Linked DNA regions of Hordeum vulgare: region 1 is linked to region 2. A link is a contact called in public Hi-C data. All regions are on one chromosome and are shown on one strand. Each heading gives the region's core, a stretch centred on a gene start, on an enhancer-like site or on the middle of the called end of the contact. The rest is flanking DNA. Distances are from core to core; before and after follow the strand shown.

Evidence for each region. Hi-C and Micro-C count contacts between places; a contact is called where the count stands out from the background.
Region 1: a Hi-C map of leaf shows a contact between it and region 2, with 5 times the contacts expected there. The contact joins the promoter of LOC123426447 here to the promoter of LOC123426446 in region 2. A contact is called at or near these places in 3 of 6 Hi-C or Micro-C datasets (leaf and seedling) and 1 of 1 datasets of contacts at active chromatin or transcription factors (embryo).

What each region holds. Positions count from the first base shown.
Region 1 is chr2H:410,933,855-410,940,534 of MorexV3_pseudomolecules_assembly, reverse strand. It overlaps LOC123426447 (importin beta-like SAD2), which reads right to left and starts at 4,600. Exons shown (of 22, transcript XM_045110293.1): 1 at 4,342-4,600; 2 at 2,569-2,704; 3 at 2,408-2,495; 4 at 1,557-1,709; 5 at 1,050-1,212; 6 at 772-956; 7 at 524-697; 8 at 1-46. The coding sequence starts at 4,431.
Region 2 is chr2H:410,487,808-410,494,996 of MorexV3_pseudomolecules_assembly, reverse strand. It overlaps LOC123426446 (aspartic proteinase 36-like), which reads left to right and starts at 4,087. Exons shown (of 10, transcript XM_045110291.1): 1 at 4,087-4,512; 2 at 4,600-4,729; 3 at 4,857-5,104; 4 at 5,674-5,898. The coding sequence starts at 4,268. It also overlaps the pseudogene LOC123427703.

The DNA.
Region 1 (6,680 bases), core at 3,351-5,850, 450 kb before region 2:
GTCGATTTGTGGTTGCATCAGCTGATACATGCTGTTCTTCGTGAGACTGCAAGTAACCCATTACAGTTAGTCACCACACATTCAAAGATCACCAGGTACACATATTTTACAGGGTAGATAGAGTAAGGGAAACAACATGCATACGAGGAGATATCCAGTAAGCTACAGATAAATATGCTGAACAGAAATTTCAACATACAGCTAGTAAATGGCTAACACAAAACTACTACCCTCTAAAAGAAAGAACATATACCAAACAGTAGTTATTAAAGGTACATTCTGCTAGGCCAATTATGCATTCATAGGAAAGATGAAAGAGAAGTTGTCACATTACTGATCTCAGTAGAGCAAGTTGTCTTGTTGAAATTATCTAACAGACATAAAGGGACATGCACAGCAAGCTCATGAATAGTGAGGACATGCAGAAACCAGAAATAATGGAAGGTGGCAATGTGAACATCATGAAAGCTGGTTTGTCCTTTGGAAGTACATCATACTGCTGCATAAAAAGTCCCCCACAAACCTGTTGGTGAGATATTGAAGGATAAGATTAATAACCCTCTCAGGCAAATAGCCACCAGTGCGAATTGCATTGAGCAACTGTAGATGGCATCCCAGAATTTTTCCAGCATAGTTCTTTTGAAACATTTGAGCAAAAGCTTTACTCTCTGGTTTATGAACCTTCATATCAGCAAACCTGTCAATGACAAATGAGTAAACAAGTAAAAATAATGATTAACGGAAAACATACCAACTTTTTTCAATACTGACCGACTGTATAAACGGTTCAAGATATGGGTAATCCATTTCTTGACTTTCCACCAGCCCCAAGCTTTCCTAGCGTCAGGATCCGATGGTTGCCCTTCCAATGGAACTGGCCTTTCCAACAAGTTTAAGAACAGAACAATCCATGCATTGAAGATATTTGGTTCAAACAGTTGTTTTGGAATTTCTAGCTGCAGAAAGCACATGACAAGAGGGCTCCCCTTCATAAGTGTAGAATAAGGAAAAAAAACAGGGGGGATAAATTAATAAGACCAAGAACATACATAAATTGAGGACCAGAATATTTTGCAGATCAGCTTGATCAAGTCAGCAACTTCAATTGGAGGATTGGCAATCTGGACAAGTGTGCTGAATATATTCAACAAACGAGGAAAGCACTCCTCAACAATTTGATACAAAGGTATCCTTTCCTCCTCTGACTTGAACCTAAATCATGAGGCATAAATAGGATAAGGTGTCAATTCATATAGAAGGAAAACGAAAGCATTGTGGGTGCAATATCAAGAAGAACAGGAAAAAAAATACTCACCCCGTCCGGAATTACTTGCCACAAAAATGAATAGAAATGGATGTATTTAGAACTAAAATGCATCTAGATACATCCATTCCTCCAACAAGTATTTCCGGACGGAGGGAGTAGTAAACAAGATTTATGTGTATACCATACCCTAAGTCATTTGAGTTACGGAAAATAAACATATACAAACAGAACAATTGATAATTCAACTATCAAGCACATAATAGATGGAAAAGGTGGTATGTATGCTCACTCATATTTCCGGGATAGGATCCTTAGCACATAAAGTGCTCCAAAAATTTGATCCTGCGATTCCATGTTATGTGTAACCCAATGTAGAAGGCTAGGCCACTGCTCAGGGTAATCCGCAAGGATTAAGGTCTTGATACTTTCTCCAAGCTGTGCTCTAAAGATAGTCATGAAAAATGTGTCAATTATCCATATGTTTATCATCAACAATGCCAAATGTTCTGCTTTCACCATTAAGAAAGCACACCACACTGTCACTTATAAAGACAAGAATATGTGAGCTGGTATGCCTAGCCCAAAAAAATTACCATGTGCCTGCATTACAACTTTGAGAAAATACTTTTTGTATAATGCTTCTCGACAAGTGGGGGTTTCATAGAGGAAAACAGGGAACTGATGCTTTCAAGACTAACAACATTTCAAGTTAGGGTAGCGTCCATTATTACCCAGAACGTGTTTCATGAAGGCACCGCCAATATTTTTTACTACATATTGCTTCTATTTTAGAAAACAAAATGGAACTGCAAGCAGCATAAAGGAAAACATATAAGCTTCATTTTCAACTGCAATTAGCTGGAAGATGAAGTATATGTAGGCCGAAACTAAATATGGTGAACATTATTTTCCCTCGATAGGTAAAACAAAATAGTGATATCCAACATTAATGAACATGGTGAATAGAGTACCTTATTGAAAACTACAGGTACAAGAATTCAGTTTATCTGGTAAAAAAACTGACAATATAACAAAGTAACCAAAAAAATGAGCATCACAATTGTAGCAAGCAGCTATGACAGTAACAAGTTAGTGCTTCTTAAGGAAAGGACAGGTGGATTGCGGCAAAGTTATTTTTACCTTAGCAGTGGAGGCAATTGAGTAACAAAGCCCAGTATATTCTCGCGAACCATAGACTTGTCAACTTCTGGAATTTTACGTGTTTCTTCTACAGAAAGGAAACAAAATTGTCAAGATATCCAAATGAAGCGAACAATGCCCAGGTATTACCCTAAACGTACCAGGATCAATAGGAGACCAGGCTTTCGAAACAAAGTTCTTGAAGTGAATGCTTGCGACCTGTCTCACAGCCATATCACAATTTCCATCGACAATGATCTGTAACAATCTCACCAAATGTTGTTGCGTATACTGAAGCTGCAGGAATTGCAGGAACTTCAGCACAGGGGTTCGAAATGAAATAACATATGCATATAGCATCGCAATAACATGATGTATAGAACAAAAAAGACAGGTAAACACTGAATAAGAATGACCAACACAAAACAAAATGACCAGCTTAGTTAGAGCATTCTGCTTTATTCAATTGGGTATATTAGCAAGTAATGCACTGTAGTTGATCAATTTCTCGTTATTGGAAAAGGGATAGCTTTTTACCAATCACAAACAAATGCAAATCAAGTTTCCAAGTATCTTGATGATAGCTAATAGTTAAGAATAATAAGAACATGGCAATATGAGCTGCTTTGCAATCTTCTGAGTCCACAGTTACTTTCTATTTAAAAATATTAAATCTTCCAGGAGTGTTGGTTTTGGACCAAATTCTTGTTAGCTGTAGTATTGGGATACACTATAATAAAATAAAAGAACAAAAACAAATATGAACTTAAGAAAATACAGCAGCAGTCACTCCATATATGATTAACTATAGGCAAACACACTTAAAAGAGTTATTCAGGCAACCTGGTAGATTTGCCTGTTCTGTATAAAGATCAGCTCAAATACAATTTCACACTGATGGACATTACACTCATACGCTCTCATGAATAATAAGTTTCAATTACATATTATGTAAACAAGGGCTATCCAAAATGCAGTGCACTCCAGAGCGCCATTCAAACAGCTATAACGATATAGCAAACAGCTCGTTCTATGCACGGAAGTTGGCTAAGAAACTCTCTTTACAGACAGTTCATCCAAGTGGACGTGTGCAGATAGCTAAAAGAATGGATATTATCACTCTGCTCCAACAAATTTACAATCTTGTGGAAAGATTAAACTGCACCCATACAAAGCATATAATACTATTGACTTCTTTTAGATGCATATAATACTATGACATTAAAAAGGAAGGGAGCAAACAAGCAACTCTGTGATGTACAGATGTTCATCGTTAACAAGATGCATATAATACTATGACATTAAAAAGGAAGGGAGCAAACAAGCAACTCTGTGATGTACAGATGTTCATCGTTAACAAATGCTCGTGTGGAATCATTAGATGATTACATGCCACTAAAACATTTAAAATTTATATGCCGCCTTAGTCTCAGCTGTGATGGCAGCCTGCTTGATTGAACAGGTTGCCAAGCCACCAACCCTGAGGTGTTGATGAGCTGGAACTCAATAATGCCAGCTACAACACTAGCATGAGCTAGGGACACATGCAGCCTGTAAAAACACTGAGCATAGCTCCACAACAAAGACGGAACTAGATGACAACGGGCAGCAAGCATCAAACCAGTCCAGAAGTGAAGCTCATACAGATCACCGGCTCAAACCGATCCAACTCAGCAACCTAGCTCCAGATCACGGAAGACATAGCAACAACAATCAACTTGGCACGGAACAGAGAAGTTGGGTTGACGTGACTGGTTCGATTGAGCAGGATTCCACGGCAAAACGCAACAGCGGAGAGGCGCGAGGCAGTGATCCGACGAACTCCTACCCCCAATCCACCCCCTTCCACCGCGGCTAGACCGATGGCGCGTGGACGATGCAAGCAACGGACCGAGAGTCTAGAGCGCCATCGAGGCGGCGGTGGAGGGGCTAACCTGCTCGAGGCTGGCCTCAGCGGCCTTGCGCTCCTCGGGGGCGTGGCTGAGCGCCGCGCGCAGCACGAGGGTCAGGTTGGACAGATCCATGGCGGCGACCCGACCGAGCTCGAGCAGCGACGGCGGGGCGCGAGGGGCGAGGCCGCAACCCCGAGCTAGGGTTCTCGATCGGCGACGCGGGGTGGTGGAGAGGGAGGGGGGGCGGGGGGTGGGGTGGCGAGTGGGGAGGGTCGGGGGTCGGGGGTCGCCTCCTCCCACTTCTGGGTTCTGGCCTCGCGGAGACCTGGGGGTGTTGAGAGGCGTGCGTGCGTGCGCGCCGCACCGTGCCGTGCGTGCTCGAGGCAGAGAAAGGAGGGGTGGATCAGTGGAGTGGTGCTGGGTATTTAAATCTAGGGTTTGGTCGGGGTTTTGCTCGGGAGCAAGCCCGCCCGGGCAGCAGCGAGACTTCTTCTGGGGGCAAGGCAAGGCCCTCGTCCGAACCCGAGGCCCAGTATTCTGTGAAATCTTGGGTCCGATTTATAGATGGATAAGTGTTCATGTATTTGGCATTCTTTTGGATGCTCTCTAGTGGGCTCTTCACGTGGTTATTGCTTATGACTGTGAAGCGATCATCAAAGAAATCATGTCCGTCACAAAGGAAAGATACAATTTCATTGTCAAGGAGATAGGACTTGCTATTCATAATTTTACCAAACGCGAGTTTGTTTTCGAAGGCTGTGAGAGGAATGTTGATGCTCATAATTTAGCTAAATTTGCTTCTATTTTAGGTGATGGGCGTCACGTGTGGCTGGGTTCACCCCATGACCCTTTTGTCACTCATGTAAATTGTTCCCCTAATCAATAAATATCGGTTTATCACTCAAAAAAAAAGGTGGGCTCTTCACGAGTCAGTCATGGAAGCATTGCACATTGTGTTCTAGTGTCATCACGTGTCAGTTGGAGTGTTTTTTTGACGAAAATTACTATTCTGATTAATTAGCTATAAGTTAAGGACGAATTGACCTCAATTTAAAAAGAAATAAATTGTATTTGGCTTATTTGTCACGCCAATATCTATGGGTCTCGTTTGATGGAAGATGGTGTGGTCCCTACTCTTTCCCCTTGGCCCACACAATGCGATGGCTCGTTGACCGTTTTGATGTGGCTTTTCTCCTGATAAGTAATCCAGCCTTGCGGGCCTACCCCACCCCACCTTCCTTATTCTCTAGCGAGAGTCGAGCGCACGAACAAAGAGGGGTTCTCTCTCGCCCCCTTCCCTCTTCCCTCACTAAATCTTCAAGATCTATTCATTCCATCCCTCAAATCCATGGATGTGAGGCTCGTAGGCATCCTTGAGGTATTATTCCCCCTTCCCTTCGATTTATTTTGGTTGGATCATCTTCTTTTGATGCATTATTCAACATTAGGTGATGTTAGATGAGTAGATGATTTCTTTGTTTGAGGAAAAATATATAGTTGATAGACGATTTTAGATAATCGGCAGATACTAGATGGTGTGTTGTTGAATTTGTAGGCCGTATTAATTTGGATTAATGCCTATATGGGCTATTCATATGTTGTGGGAACCCGCATGAAAAGAGATTATGAACACTTGATGGTTTTATATGGTATGGTTTGTTTGAGATATTGGTTTGGTTATAGATGATTAATGTTTGCATATGATGTCCCATAGGGTATTATCAAGAGAGATGATGAAGAGATGATGGTTGTAGGTGATATTGTTTGTTTGAGAATTTTCCTTGATTTATGGATGATGTGTGTGTATGCACTAGCAATTTGGTTTTTTATTTGCAAGCAAGTCCAATATGTTGAGATGATGTGTGTATGTGGTATGAAAGTATATGATGTGTAGATATCAATGGAGTAGAGAGTACATTTTGTTTTGAACTATGAAAAGAATAATGCATTATGTTGATATGCAAATTCATATGATTTGATATTGTTCATGGCAAATTGAAAGTTATAGCTATGTATATTTAGATGATGTTGGATATGTATATTTAGATCACGTTGTTATGCCAAATTAGTTGATACCTGTTCATCTTTGGTTTTGTAGGATGGCACATGATGGACCTTGGTATGATGGTTTAAGTTATTAATTCGACGAGGAGAATCATGCTCGGGCCATTGATAATCGGCAGGTAAGAAGCAAGACTTACCAATTTTCGGTAATTTACATGTGTGTTTAGGTACTAATCAGAACATTAATTTTGTTTGCATTTTGTAGTTTATATGTGCATGAGAGATCATGGTGCGAATATCTATCTTAAGGACGTGCGGTATGTTTGAATTTGAAGGTCGTTACTGAGGATGCTAGTGAAGATAGTGATACTAATGAA
Region 2 (7,189 bases), core at 2,838-5,337:
TAAGAATATCATCGCGACTACGGAAAACATGCGAGCAAAATACTCCTACACACTTGTCACTTGACACTAAGATTCCATAGTTGACAACTTGTTACACATACATATCTTCCTTTCCTTCCTCTGGTTCCTTTGCTTTGCTCAGCTTAGTATATAAGACTACACACATCAAGACTACACTATAGATGGCCTTTCTTCCTCTGCTTCGACCACTCGAGCGCACATTGCATCACCTGAGCGCAACATCTATCGGCCGACGAGCCATCGCGACGACTTGAGCTTGAGAATGCCATGCTGCCTGTCTTGCTTCAAGCAGCTCCAAAGGCGCCCTGCTTACGTCTGAGGGCGTTGAACTGCATGGTGTTAACTACCCGCTCCACCTCTCGACCTAGTCATTATAGTTGTTTCACTACCAACAACCTAAAAATGACAATATGTTGTAAGTTTATCCACTTCACCAATGGTGACCAAACTACATCATCACACATCCAGCAAAAGTGTGTTCTAAGTTTATGACATATGTGTGATTGATTGATTGATCCTGTAATGTTGAACGAAATTACAAGATCTAACCCAGGCTCCATGATAATATTGAATGCTAAGGTTTAAAGTAATTTGTATGAACATATTTAATTGGTTGTAGTATGGCATTACTTACAAATTCTCTTGCTCTAACGTTTCTGTTATTGACATGCCTTTTTGTCTTGACCAGCCTCCTTGTTGAGAACAAGCTTCTTCCTTGCTAATAACATGAGCAAGAGATACCTTACCTCTTACTATGTTTTTTGTCGGTCATGCTCATTATTCGCATTTGTTGCTCCTCGGGGACCTATATTTCCTTGGTCTTGTGGTGACAAGGCTGCTTCCCACACACTTCTTCTTTTATGTGAGGTAACATCATCTGTTCCCCGTACCATTCCATTTCAAAATGGCCCACTTCAATAATCTCACCTGCAGTCAATATGTGTGGATCAGATTGCATCCATCTTGTCTGATTTGAGCTAGTACCCGAGGCTACTCTGCCTTTCTGGAGCCTGCTAACTAAATTCTCACCTCCAGAAGAAACTGAACTATGTTTCGTGAAGGACCTTGTTAAAGCAATGTTGGAATAGGTATCCTCAACACCTTCGCCGCCATAATTCGATTCATATCGGATTTCCAGTATTATAGCAGAAGAAAGGACAGACTCAAATGCTTGCAAAATTTGGCCCCTGGACTTTTCATCTTTGGACTTATTCACACGAGAACTGAACATTAACTGCACAGTTGGTGCTGCAGGAGGAAAAGAGCAAAAATGTAAGAACAATGATTACTGAAACAATATCCTTACAGTGGAACAATTTAATATTGGTTAGTTACAATATTTGTTTATGTATTTCAGAGTTACTTTAACACGGTTTTAAACTTGTTAGCAATCTTGAATAACAAGCATCACATATTCCGTACCTAGAGAAGATTGGCAGTAGCCTAGAAGCAATGTATACATCTGACAATAACCAAGATATCAAATTCCACAAAATTACATGGTCACCCAATACTAACATATAAATGTAAATCACTTCTAATATATTATTATCTTATATAATGCAACACAGCTTGCACTTCTACACTAATAGTTATTTAGCACATTAACAATGATAACAAAGTTTTCCATAGGCATATTCTACAATGATATCTTGACATGGTGTAAAATAATACAAGCTGAAATGGAGTACGAGGGAATCTTACCTGTGCCAAGGCTAACAGAAATCACCAGTCCCTCTTTAGCGATCATTTTTCTCAACGAATCTGACTGAACATTTTCTAGAACAGCTTGCCGAATCATCTCGTTGTTAGTTCTCCTACATTTAGATCCTTCATTCATTTTGGTAGCACTTGTTGACAATACATGGCCATATGGTGTATATTCCCTAAGTCTCCTTCCATCATGGTAAGTGTTTGTCGTAACATGGCTAGAACAAATCCCTAGATTAGCATTTCTGTGTTGCCGAATTCCCTGGTCTGATGTTCTTGATAACCCATGCGGACCAGCATATATTTCTTTATGATTTGTAGTAGAGTTCCTTGCTATATCACTGTCAGGGTAGGTAGACAAACCCTGGTTAAAGTGTGTACTTCTCGACGAACTTGGCAGTATATACTGTTTATCAGGAGCAAGCTGGAGCAGAGCAGCTGTAAGCCAGGTCATCTTATCATTAGAGACCCTCAATTGTTTTTCAGTTTCAGAAAGTGTTTACAGTAGGCCTGGCGTAGTTTTTTCATATCCTCCTTTGATACTGTAATTAGTGCAACACAAAATTACAATGTGAAAACATAACATTTATAGTAGTAGAGTTTGTGTAATGCATGGTTCAGGTAGGAATTATCCCCTACTATAAAATCCTTTCAAAGTAATAAATAAACAGAAAAAGGAATATTGTTGCTTATAGGTTGGATGTTTGAAGAATTTTATTTGAATTCTTTCTTGTGCGAATGTGTAGGTGCGAGCAAAAATGTCAGTTATTATTGTGGCGAGTTGAGACATTAAGGACAAAGGCTCAACACATGTTTCAGTAATATCATGTAAAGCTTTCACGGTGTTTGCAGTGTCAACAGATAGTGCCAAATCAAGCAAATTTACCAATTTATCATAAGAAACCAAGCCAGCCTGTCAGGTAATGAAGTATTAAAAACGACAATCATATCTCTGTACTTAGAATGTAATAATGTGTTGTTTAGATGGATAAAAACAAGTATTTTACCAAAAAAGTGTTTTGTGCTTCCAGTTGTAACTCTAACTTGCTGAACTATTCGTGCATTATACCAAAATGGGAGCACATATTGGAAGAGAAATTTGAAGTATATGACGATGATATCATTGATTTAACTTCACAATAAATTCCAGAGTTATATAAGCATTCTCTCTATATATGTCAGCAGTGGCCAGCAGCAGATCCAACAAGCCCTTTATCTAAATATATGTCAATTAGCATCTCTCTCTGCTCTCTATCTCTCATCACTCTGCTCTCTCTTCCTCACCTATCTTTATCTCTCAAGCAGCAGCGCCCAACATGCCCTTTGCTCTCTCCCTAAAGCAAAAGCTCATCCCTTCAAGTGTCTCCCCACCTTCAGCCACGGCGTCGCTACCGCCACCCCTGTATCCACTCGTCGACGACACCAACTCAACCTTCCGCAGATTCTCTAATTTCTTTTGAAGGAGGAACAAAATGCTTGGTCGCTGGATCCATGACAACATCTCCTCTGCGTCTCCCATCAAACCACCGCCCGGCCCCGGCACCACCGACAATGGCCCAACGCCGTGCTGCCCCACCCGAGCCCCGGCGAGGCGGACTCCATCCTTGGAAGCGAGCAAGCCGACCACCATATCGTCCTCCGCCCCGACGCCTTGACCCAAGCGAGCACGCCGACCGCCTTATCGTCCTCCACAGGACGCCTTGCGCCCATTCCCCATTCCTGGGCTCCTTTGACGCAAACGCCAAGGCTTGCCACGACGCCTCGCCCAATCCTGGGCTCGGGCGGTGCGTACGCGCACCCGCGAGCTCGCCATCGTTCCGGCCAAGGTCATCTTCGACGACATCGTGTCCGCCGCGCTCTCCCCGGCCCACCTCACCGCGCCCCCGCTCGCAGCCGAGACGCTCGACATAGGCCCCACCGCCGTAGGATCCGCGCGGGGGATTTGCCCGGAGGATGCGAACGGGCGACAACAAGCGGAGGAGGAGAAGGGGGCGGCGCGGCCGTTGCGCAGACAAGATGACATGGGGTGGGTGAGAGTTGTGGGGCGGGAGTCGTGGGACGCGAGGTGGGTTGATGTGCTGGTTTTCTGTTTTTTTTCTTTTTTCTGTGCGTTGATTTTTCGGGTTTTGTTAACGATTAACGAAGACAATTTTGTTAACGGCGTTTTTGATCCTTGATTGTGTGATACCGTTTCCCACCAAATGCCAACACTGACAACAGAAGCCAAAAATAAAATAAAATGAGTCTAGTCGTTAAGCAAAGCAAAGATTAGACCCCGCAGAAACCGCTAGTTCGCACCCTTTTTTGAGCGCTAAAACGGGTTATATGTCCGTCCGCCCGTGGCTACCCCAAAATTCCTTCCCGTTTCCTCCTCCCAACGTTTTGTGCTTGCCTTGCCCCCGCGGCCTTGGGGAGGGGAGGAGGAGCCGACGAGGAGGGGGGGAGGGGAGGAGGAGGGAGGAGGACACGAATAACAATCGCCACTGCACGGGAGCAATCCCACCCGGAGACACACAACGCGTCGAGACGCGAAATAATGGCTCCGCCGCCCGCCGCTCGGGCCGCTGCCGCCCTCCTCCTCGCCGCGCTGCTCGCGCTGGCCTCCTCCCACGCCGCCGCGGCCACCGGCGTCTTTCAGGTGCACCGCAAGTTCCGTCGAGCAGCCGGCGAGGAAGGGGGTAACATAACCGCCCACCTCGCCCACGACGTCACCCGCCGGGGCCGTCTCCTCGACGCCGTCGACGTGCCCCTCGGTGGCCTTGGCCTCCCCACCGACACCGGGTACTTCCATCCTCTTCTGATCCGCGCTTGTTGGTTTCGGTGCTGCTTGGTTTCCTTACGTTAGGTCTGACGGGGGCGCGCCCGCAGGCTCTACTATACGAAGATCGAGATCGGGACGCCGCCCAAGCCATTCCACGTGCAGGTCGACACGGGCAGCGACATCCTCTGGGTCAATTGTATCTCCTGCGACAAATGCCCCCACAAGAGCGGCATCGGGGTAGGTTTCTCAGTTTGCCTGCCTATGTTTATCCTCTCAAAATTTAGAGGTCTCGTCTCGGTCTCTGTTGGTATCGCGTTTCTGAATTAGTATGATGATGATTTGTGGGGTGAACATTTGGGTGCAGATAGACCTGATGCTCTATGACCCCAAGGGATCATCTAGTGGGAGCACGGTATTTTGCGACCAAGGCTTCTGTGCGGCCACATACGGGGGCAAGCTACCAGGGTGCACTGCCAGCTTGCCTTGCGAGTACAATGTCATGTATGGTGACGGTAGCTCCACCACGGGCTACTTCGTCAATGACTCCCTGCAGTATAATCAAGTCTCTGGGGATGGGCAAACAAGGCATGGCAGTGGCAGGGTCATATTCGGGTGAGTCTTTTTCGATTTATGTAGATTTAAAATCTATTATTGGATGGCATACATTGGATCAGCTATCATCAGTTGAAACGATGCTCTAATTGTTTTATTGTAAACCGTGTGGTTAATCACCTTTGCATTTGAATTTGTAATAGCTATTGTCTGTTACGTAACGTTTACGTTATACTTTGGGCAGTATTTTATATATTTTCTGAAAATGTTTACATGATTCTTGCCTATCTGCCAAGCCTATATAAATGTTTTTCTTTTCTGTTACTGTGTAGCTGAATATGTATTGTTCTCTTTGAGATGTTTAAGATGGATTCTTTGCCCTCTGCCTTGGTTATGCACTTCTGGCATTAGTATATTGAATAGGTAGCTGTTAAGTAAGGAATCAAATTCTGCTGTTTGTTGTGAATATTATAACATACTTTTGTCAGAAATACTGCAATGCAGTAGGCAACAACAATCAAGTGATTAACATGACAGTAACAGACTAACCTAATTATGTGAAACTTTGGCAGCAAGTACATCGACTTCAAGAATTTAATGTGGATAAATGGCTCTTCTGTCCTTTGTAGGTGTGGTGCACAGCAAGGTGGGGATTTAGGCAGTACTAACCAGGCCCTTGATGGAATTATTGGGTTTGGCCAATCAAATACATCAATGCTATCACAGCTAGCTACTGCAGGAAAAGTGAAGAAGATATTTTCTCATTGCCTGGATACCATAACTGGAGGTGGAATCTTTGCCATCGGAGAAGTTGTACAGCCAAAAATAAAATCAACACCATTGATACCCAATATGTATGTACATCGTATCACCATAAAGTTATTATTCTATCTGTTTTATACTTATAGGGACTTTTCTACAGCTGTGCTCTAACAGATACTCCAGTTTATTGCAATTGAATAGATAATAAAATTTGCTTTAGAAGAGACCATCACAGTTCTATATTAGGAACAAAGAAATAATATTCTCTTGGAAATCCATCGCATTCTGCATTGAAGTACACAAAATATTGATGACTTTAACTCCTCTTTTTTATTTTTTTGAACCAAAAAGTCCGCTTCAACCTCGAACTCTAAAGCCTGTTCTTTTTAATCTTGAACTCTTGAATCAATTGATGTTATCCCCTTATCCCTGTCCCAAGAGGTTTTGTGCTGACTGAAATGACATACGGCACCACTTTTACATTCAGCACATTGCCATGTCAGCAACTTAATTACTCCCTCTGTTCCACAATTCTTGTCGTGGTTTTAGTTCAAATTTGAACTAAAACCACGACAAGAATTATGGAACGTAGGGAGTAGAATATGCAGAGAAGTTGAGAAATCAGTAGGAAAAAAAAGAGGAACTGAACCCCTTTTCAGTTTGACCATCTAAAAAAAACTCTTTTTTGAAATTTAGATTTCCTTTTCAGATTGACTGTTAAAAACTTCAGCTACATTTCATCGGTCAGATACTTCATCCAATCCTTCATGATATGAAACAAATGCATAACCACTCTTATTTTTCCTAAGTAAAGGCTCTGAGGTCTGAATTAAACTTAAGAGATATGTAACACACTGATGATGAGCCTTTTGGAATTTGGTTGATGTCAATAATCTGTTCTACGACTGTAACTTGAAGGTCTGGTCCATTCTTTGCTGAAGATAATGCTTAATGATTTTGGAAACTGTTTATAAGTATTCATGGCCATTAATTAATAAATTGACATTTTGTTCATCTGTACATGTACTTATTTTTTGACGAGTTGTCCATTTACCTGAGCTGGTTTCAAGCCAGTTACTTGAGTTTTATGTATGTGACTCAGCTCAATTTGATTCAGTTGACTGTCGTTTTTTTTCCTTGAACACAATTATAATAAGCTGAACACTTGATGAATTCAACGAAGGTGAATAACTCTAGTTAGTGCTAGAAAGAAATAAGGTCTGCCTCCGTTTGCTTTTTTCTGGTCGATGTAGATAACTAAGTACTGACATGGATGACTTGGACCCTACTCCTGATTCCCATTGAGATGCTTTAATGTGTAATCCAGAAACTTCTAAAAAGCATTATCCCATAGCTTGGCACCAGTCGTAGAGTTCATGTCTC